Linked DNA regions of Zea mays: region 1 is linked to region 2. Evidence: chromatin contacts called from public Hi-C data. All regions are on one chromosome and are shown on one strand. The core of a region is the stretch at or near the end of the contact, and the rest is flanking DNA. Distances in the headings are between cores, read along the strand shown.

Region 1 (4,027 bases), core at 409-2,908, 170 kb before region 2:
CAGTCACGTACTTGAAAAGGAACTGTAAAGAATACCGTAGGCTATAGAGTTCGAATGGTGCTGCAGCGAGTGACTGGAAAGATAGCTGTAAAATACAGTCGGCTGAGAAGAACTCTATCTGCAGCGTTCGCTGCCGTGCGACTGGATGACAGAGGTGGGACCGGAGGTGGGGCCCAAGAGAGACGTTGTGAGAGGCCGGTTAGGAGAGAGGTGAAAATAAATAATAGAATATGTGGTAGTTGGTATAGGGTAGAGATTTAAGGTGAATATGACTGCGAAATATTGTGAGATAGAGTACAGAATCTCGCTGACGAGGATAGAATATTCCTTTTAGAGTAGAAATTTAGGGTTCCATGAGTGCGGATAGCCTCATACTAGGTGAATGCCCGTGTCTTACAACGGGAACATATAATATTACAATAACTTATATATAAATGTGTTATATTGTTATAAGAAAAAAAATTATAATCCATTGGTGATCTTGGTCATACATAAATTTTATTATTTTAATCTATTTGTTTCACCACTACATTACGACCATCAATATAATGCAGATTTCTAAATATGATAGTTAGGTGTCTGTGCATTGCGATGACTCACAAATTATTAATAAAATGTTAGTGAACAACAATTATATGAAAATGAACAATACATATTGTCATCGACCTCAATATATCACTAATTTTTTACCACCAAACAATACATAATTAAACTGGAACAAATCAAATTATACTACAATGTGTATATCACAAATACAAGGACTAAGAAGTGAACTTCTTTGTACGTCAAAAGCTCCATGTTAAGGTTAGCATGATCTGAACAAAAGAAACGATGCTTAATATATATAGAGATTAGGGAAAATATATCGAGACGTATCCAATAACATCTCGCAGATACAATCTCAGAGGGTGATCAGGGTAATATAGGTCCATATCTGAAATACTTACATTAGGATGGAAGTAAGCATAAATCATTCCAATAATCCATATGTATCGATCGAGGCCAGATCAGAAATGCCACTCATGTAGCACGGGTAAGTGTGCCTTGGATGGTGATGGATCTTTATAGCCTGAATAGAAAATAATTAAGGTTGGTTCTGAACTCCTGAGCATGACTGGTAGGGAGAATGTCATACAAAACTACATCAATAACTTACCTAGCAGAAACGTAAAAGGGGCCCACAATAATTCAAATACCCCAGGGATTTCCCATATCAAAATTACAGACAAGAAGCAGCAAGCAATCTTAATAGCCATGATTGATGGTACCTCATTGTATTTGTTAAACAGACCAAGTGATCCATATACCATAAGAGTAAATAGTGTGTGCATTGGGCATATATAATAGAGCATGAGATCATTGTCAAGGACAATGCAACAGAATGCCACAAAGAAATTTAACCTCCACATCATCTGCATGGAAAGTATAGTTATTGGTCTAGTGCTTAAAAGGCGGTAACAAGAAATACAGGAGACTAAACTCATTAGGACATAGCACAAAATAAGACTGATGAGGTAGCATAGGCACCTGAGCAAATCTTGCAATACTAAAATCTTTCTTGATATAGTAATATGAGAAATTCCCAAATCCAGTCATCCAGACATAGCAAGCAATGAACACACGGATTGCATTGTATATCTCAGAAGCAGCAAAATAATGGTACACTCTTGCAAATTGGCCTCCAGGTAAGATATCAGCTTCAGAAGACGCCTTCCAAAAGGGGCCATTCTCTCCAAGTGTTCCTGATCTTGATCATCAGAACTTCTGAAAGTATCATGACCACTGCTGTATTCAGCCAATAGTGCATCAAGTGTCTCACTGTAAACAACTAGCAACCTCAAATAGTTACATAACGTGTCATTGGGTGGATCTCTCCAGCTGTCATCGCCCTCCTTGAGGTCTCCTGCTGAAACATCTTCCCAAACTCAAACATGTTACCCCACACGACATCCCCAAGCCTATCAAGAATGGCTTGCACGTCACTGATCACGCCATCCCCAGAACATCCTATGCACCAGTCCTTCATTTCAGGGATCACCTCTGCAAGTGCCTCATACATGTCAAGGATCCGAGGGACCTTCTCTGGCGAGCGGGGGCACACCGCCACGACACCCCCAAAGCTAATAATCTGCATAATGCATCCTTTGGTGGACTCAAGGAAACACGCATCCATAAGTTCATCAGACGCATCGAGCACCTGGTCATAGAGGCGACACTCACCAGCCAGCAGCACGCGCACGACCGTCTTGACCCCGTGCACCCACTTCTTCATCTTGTCGTTGAGCAGCTTCCACTCGATGCGTTGCACATCGTCGATGCTGAGGCGCTCGACGCTAAGCACGGAGAGGTACTCGTCGAGCAGGTTGCGGCGGATCCCGCGTGCGCCATCCGGTGGGCGATGGCGCGCAGGTCTTCGACGGCCCCGGGGCGCACAGGATCGAACACCTGGTCCTCAAAGGGATTAGATCCGAGGGAGGCGCCGCGCGCGGTCTCCGGACCGGCGGGGGTGGCGTCGAGGCTATGCGGCGTGGCGGCGTCGAAGTTGGGGCAGGCGTTGAGGTCGTCCATGGACTCGAGCGAGAGGCGGCGGAGCAAGAAGAAGAGGCCCGTGGGGTCAATGGGGACGGCGTGGCGGACCATGAGGTGGCGCAGCTCCTCCTCGAGGCGCACCATGGCGAGCTGGACGGCGACGCCGGCCCGCGCGCCACCAAGGCCGCCGCGCGCGAGGTGGTCGATGGCGACGTCCAAAGCGGCGAGGTACTGCGCGATGTCGTCCTTGGGAGCTAAATTCTAGGAACTGCAAGCAGCTGTAACACGAAAGCTGCACGCTCTCCAACAAATCATCCAGCCCCGCTCCGCACCAGAGATACCTGTTGATGAGCATCGGCATGGCTGCCTCATGGATGGAGCCCCTCTTCTTGTGCATGCGCTCGGCGAGTCGCTGGTGCGGGGTCAGACAGCGACGGGCGGGGTGGCCGGCCGCGACCTACTTTTGCGTGGAGAAGGGATCGGAGGCGGGCATCACGTCAGGGGAGAGGGGGCGCGGTGTCGGGGTGGGCTACAATCGTGGGCGGCGGCAGACAGGCGTGGATCGGCCGTGGCGCGACTTCGAGATTAGCGGCGTGTTGTGGGCGAGGATGTCGAGGTGGGAGGCAGAACGTGCACCACCTGTGTGTGAATGCCTACGGTCCTCTTTTAAGAAGTAGTAGAGATATTCATAGTGTTTCAGTTACCGACTTTACTCTTAGGTGTTGTTTGGTTCGGATCTTTTGATCCGTGTAGTTGGTTCACATTAGATTCTCTTGGCTGGCGTTTGGTTGGACAGAGTTGCAACCCATCGCACCACGAACTAATACGAACCCCATGAAACTTGGTTATCGCTCCTCAACGGGCGCTATCTTACAACGTGCGTCCCTCTTCAAAAATTGGCTGCTACAATGGATGAGATGGCGTTGCCCAAAACAACCAAACAAAACCAGGTAACCATTGCATTGCAACAAATCATGTTGGGGTCTCATTGCATTACCGTTCTGTCACCTTTGGTGAACCGAACACCACCTTAGTCTACAGTTCAGCGCCACATCCACTTCTATTTTTACATGCCTTCAATTAAGATAAAACACATCGTTTTATTGAAATAAAAAATAAATCAGACTATATAATTAAACAAATAAAAGTTATGTAATTCATAAAACATAAATAAAATTACGAAACAAAAAAACTATATAATTCATACATAAAATCAATTGATATATGTTTAAATATGTTTAATTAAACTATGTTGGAGCCGATCATGGACCATACTAGTATGGATAAGGATGGCTGCAAAGATCATAGGTGCTTCACGAGTGATGATTGATGATATAACAAAGGACTCATCTATCTTATAGTCGTCCATATCGTATGCTCCTCCATACTCATCCTCAATGATCATGTTGTGCAGAATGATACATGCGCATATGACAACACCAAGTATTTGGTGGCAAACATAATGACCTGGGATAGTGAGGGTATGGAAGCGAGCCTT
Region 2 (3,892 bases), core at 611-3,110:
CCATGAAGGACGAGATCACATGAGCGAGCCCAACCATGGGGCCCACCCTACTCCCGCCCATCCCTCATCTAGGCTCCTCACCCCACTCCGGCCTCTCTCTCTCTCTCTCTCTCTCTCTCTCTCTCTGCAAAGACTACCAGCAGAGCAAATTCACATTTGCTCAGTTTGTTACCGTGGTCACTGGATGCGAATTACCCCCCTGCTGGCCTCCTCCCTACCCCCACCCCTCCTCCCAAATTCAAAAGGTCATCAGCGCAATTTGCGTTTCCGCGCGCTGGTGCGGTTGATGAAGAAGAATTGAACAGGCCCTTTCAGCGCAATATGCACATCATTTCATGCCTAGCAATTCACGGCTTCGGTTCTTGCGTACTCCGTATGCAGTATATGCACACAGAGACAGACAACGTAGTAAAGTCACTTTGACTGTGTAATACAATATGCACCGAAGTACCAAAGTCTATCTACTGCAAGTTTTTGTGATCAGCTGTATGCAATTTCATCGCCCGGCCGGATTGAATCGGTTTATACTCATATGCTAAGTATTATCTGTAAGTTTTGTCTGTATACTAGCTCATGAATGATAGTATTGTTCAGTAATAAGACCGGAAAACAGAATACTGAAAGGCAAGAGCATGCAATACGGTAGTCTGCAACTCAACTGTACAATATATATACTCTCAGAATAGAAATGCATAAACGCAATGAACCATTCCTACCACTAGTCTACTGCTCGAGTGCGAGTGGTAGGGAGGTTGTGCATGCCCGGTCTCACCTTCGAGGAATTTTCTAGCTAGGGCAGTCAACTCCCCCGGGTTGCCTCCATCTATATTTTTGGAATCCTGATTTTAGTGGGATATTCCTGGTTTTTCCCGTTTTAGTCACATAAACGGGATAGATAGAAGACAAAGTACCACCTTAGCTCTATCTTGGATGGCCTGCATGCTTAATCTGTGATTTTCTATTCTTATTTATTAGGGACTATAACGGTATGAACTAGCTCTATTGCATAATTCTATTGTCGTTTGGACTTCATTGGATTATCTTGTGCAACAAGCTTATGGTGGATAATTCTACGTTTTTTTTTGTTTTTGCCTATGAACTATGATACCTTTAAAACTTAAGCTTATGAACTATGATGCTCGTGATCGATGGCCCGGTGGATTATTAAGACATGCTTTGTATAATCTTTAATGTTATCATGTTAGACTGCTATGTACATTGTACAACCGTACAATGTTTGGTGATTGACGAACATTGACAGAAAAAGGTTATCTTTGCACAACTTGTCAATCTTTTTTAAAAAATGTATATGCTTGTGTCGATTTTTAAACTTGTGTAGTTGTGATTTATGTTGTTCTAAACTCTTGATACTATAGTTTATTAAGTGATAGTACAATATAGCATATTTCGGTCAAAGTTTCCGGTTACCGGCCGTTGTATATCTGTTCCTTTCAATCCGTTTCTGTGTAACCGCATATCCCGCAAACGTTTTCGTTTATTGATATACCGCTCTCGCTCCCATTTTTGGTAAAAAAAATATAGAAACGAAAATAGAAAGAGGTTTTCGTTCGTTTTCATTTATAGTTGGAATTGAACTCCTCCCTAAACCGGCATCCGACAGCCTCTAGCAGCTTTCCTAACAACCACCACTAAGGTCATCTCTATCAGGCCGTGAATAGGTCATGTAAAATTATTTTTTACATGATTGCACTAGTAAAATTTGAAATAAAGAGTGAGATAAAAAGTACGTTGGAGACAGTCTCATCAGTTGCTAGAGATAGAATAAACAACCGCACTCAAACAATTACCATGATTTTCCTCCCTCCGTCACTCATCACATCGATCCCGTCCGCCCTTTTCCAGCTCCGGCCCAGCGGAGCCTCCGGGCGCTGGCTTCTTGCCCTGCCCCGCCCCGCGCTGCGCGCTCCACCTCCGACGCGCGCGCGGCGGAGCTCGATCCGAGCGCGGTGGGCCAATGCGAACACCAAAGGCAGATGAATCGCTTCCCCTCCCCTCCCGATCGGCCGTGCCGTACTGCCGTCGTACTAGCCAGCCGGGTCAAATACAGTCACACAGGGAGAGGAGAGATAAGCTAGAAACAGAGGGGCAGATAGCAGCGCGGATAGATCCCCGCCTCCTCTCCACTCTCCCCAGCAAACAACCAAAAGCAGCCAGCCAGTCGCCGCCGCGCGGGACCGCGTCGCATCAAAGCCACCGCATCCAACAGGGACAGGCAGGCGCACGCTCGGAAGTGGAGGCGTCGTCCAAGACGAAGAGGAGGAGGAGGAGGAGGAGGCCAGGGCGTAGCTAGGTATGGAGTTCGCGAGCTCTTCGAGTAGGTTTTCCAAAGAGGAGGAAGAGCAGGAGGAGGAAGAGGACGAGGAGGTGTCCCCGCGCGAGATCCCCTTCATGACAGCGGCAGCTACGGCCGGCACCGGAGCCACCTCCTCCTCGCCCTCGCCTTCCGCGGCAGCCTCGGCGTCAGCGTCGAGTTCGGCTGCTGCCCTCCGCTCGAGCGGCGGTGGGGGCGGGGGCGACGACGACATGGAGGTGGTCGAGAAGGAGCACATGTTCGACAAGGTGGTGACGCCCAGCGACGTGGGGAAGCTCAACCGGCTGGTGATCCCGAAGCAGCACGCGGAGAAGTACTTCCCGCTGGACGCGGCGGCCAACGAGAAGGGCCTCCTGCTCAGCTTCGAGGACCGCGCCGGCAAGCTCTGGCGCTTCCGCTACTCCTACTGGAACAGCAGCCAGAGCTACGTCATGACCAAGGGCTGGAGCCGATTCGTCAAGGAGAAGCGCCTCGACGCCGGGGACACCGTCTCCTTCTGCCGTGGCGCCGCCGACGCTGCGCGGGACCGCCTCTTCATCGACTGGAGGAAGCGCAGCGCCGACTCCTCCCGCCACCCGCACCGCATGCTGCCACGCCTCCCGCTCCACATGCCGCCACTCGCGTCGCCCTACGGCTATGGCCCCTGGGGCGGCGGCGCGGGCGGTTTCTTCGTGCCGCCCGCCACACTCTACGAGCACCACCGCTTCCGCCAGGCCCTCGACTTCCGCAACGTCAGCGCCGCGGCCGCGCCGGCCAGGCAGCTCCTCTTCTTCGGCTCAGCCGGCATGCCCCCGCGCGCGTCCATCCCGCAGCAGCAGCAGCCGCCGCCGCCATCTCTGCACAGCATTATGATGGTGCAACCCAGCCCCGAGGCCACGGCCGGCCTGCCCATGCTTCTCGACTCGGTGCCGCTCGTCAACAGCCCGACGGCAGCCGCGAAGCGAGTCCGCCTGTTCGGGGTCAACCTCGACAACCCGCAGCCAGGCAGCAGTGCCGAGTCAAGCCATGACACCAACGCATTGTCGCTGAGGATGCCGGGATGGCAGAGGCCGGGGCCATTGAGGTTCTTCGAGTCGACGCCTCAGCGCGGCGCCGCCGGTGCAGCAGCTGGCGCTGAGTCATCTGCAGCCTCGTCGCCGTCGTCACCGTCGTCCTCCAAGAGGGAAGCACATTCGTCAGTGGATCTCGATCTGTGAGCGAGATCGACCCAGCAGGCGACTTCGATCGATCGGGAGAGTATAAAAGGAAAATTGAAAAATTCTTCCTTCCGTCGCTACCTTCTTCGCCTTTTGATATTTCATTATAACTTTTTGATGATAGGATCTATAGAGTAGTCTTCTTCTTAACACTTGTTCTCCATTTTTTGTTTCGGCCATTCAAATTCTTGTGTTGGCTTTACAATATATATAGGTACGTATATAGAGAATTAAGTTAGACGAATTAATCAATTGTTATTGCTTTCATATATGGTTTGAAATCTGACTCAGTTTTACCTTCGCTACTATTACTTTGTCCTTTTTTGCTCGTGCCATTATATTGGACTCCTTAAGGTAGTTTTTG

Evidence for each region. Hi-C and Micro-C count contacts between places; a contact is called where the count stands out from the background.
Region 1: a Hi-C map of leaf shows a contact between it and region 2, with 4 times the contacts expected there. The contact joins the promoter of LOC103641919 here to the promoter of LOC103641911 in region 2. A contact is called at or near these places in 2 of 25 Hi-C or Micro-C datasets (ear and leaf).

What each region holds. Positions count from the first base shown.
Region 1 is chr10:137,403,682-137,407,708 of Zm-B73-REFERENCE-NAM-5.0, reverse strand. LOC103641919 (protein REDUCED WALL ACETYLATION 3-like) reads right to left here and starts at 1,658. Exons shown (of 3, transcript XM_020545723.1): 1 at 1,528-1,658; 2 at 1,157-1,412; 3 at 993-1,069. The coding sequence starts at 1,596. The coding sequence ends at 1,008. It also overlaps the pseudogene LOC103642863.
Region 2 is chr10:137,231,292-137,235,183 of Zm-B73-REFERENCE-NAM-5.0, reverse strand. LOC103641911 (B3 domain-containing protein Os02g0683500) reads left to right here and starts at 1,860. Exons shown (of 1, transcript XM_008665221.4): 1 at 1,860-3,829. The coding sequence starts at 2,314. The coding sequence ends at 3,528.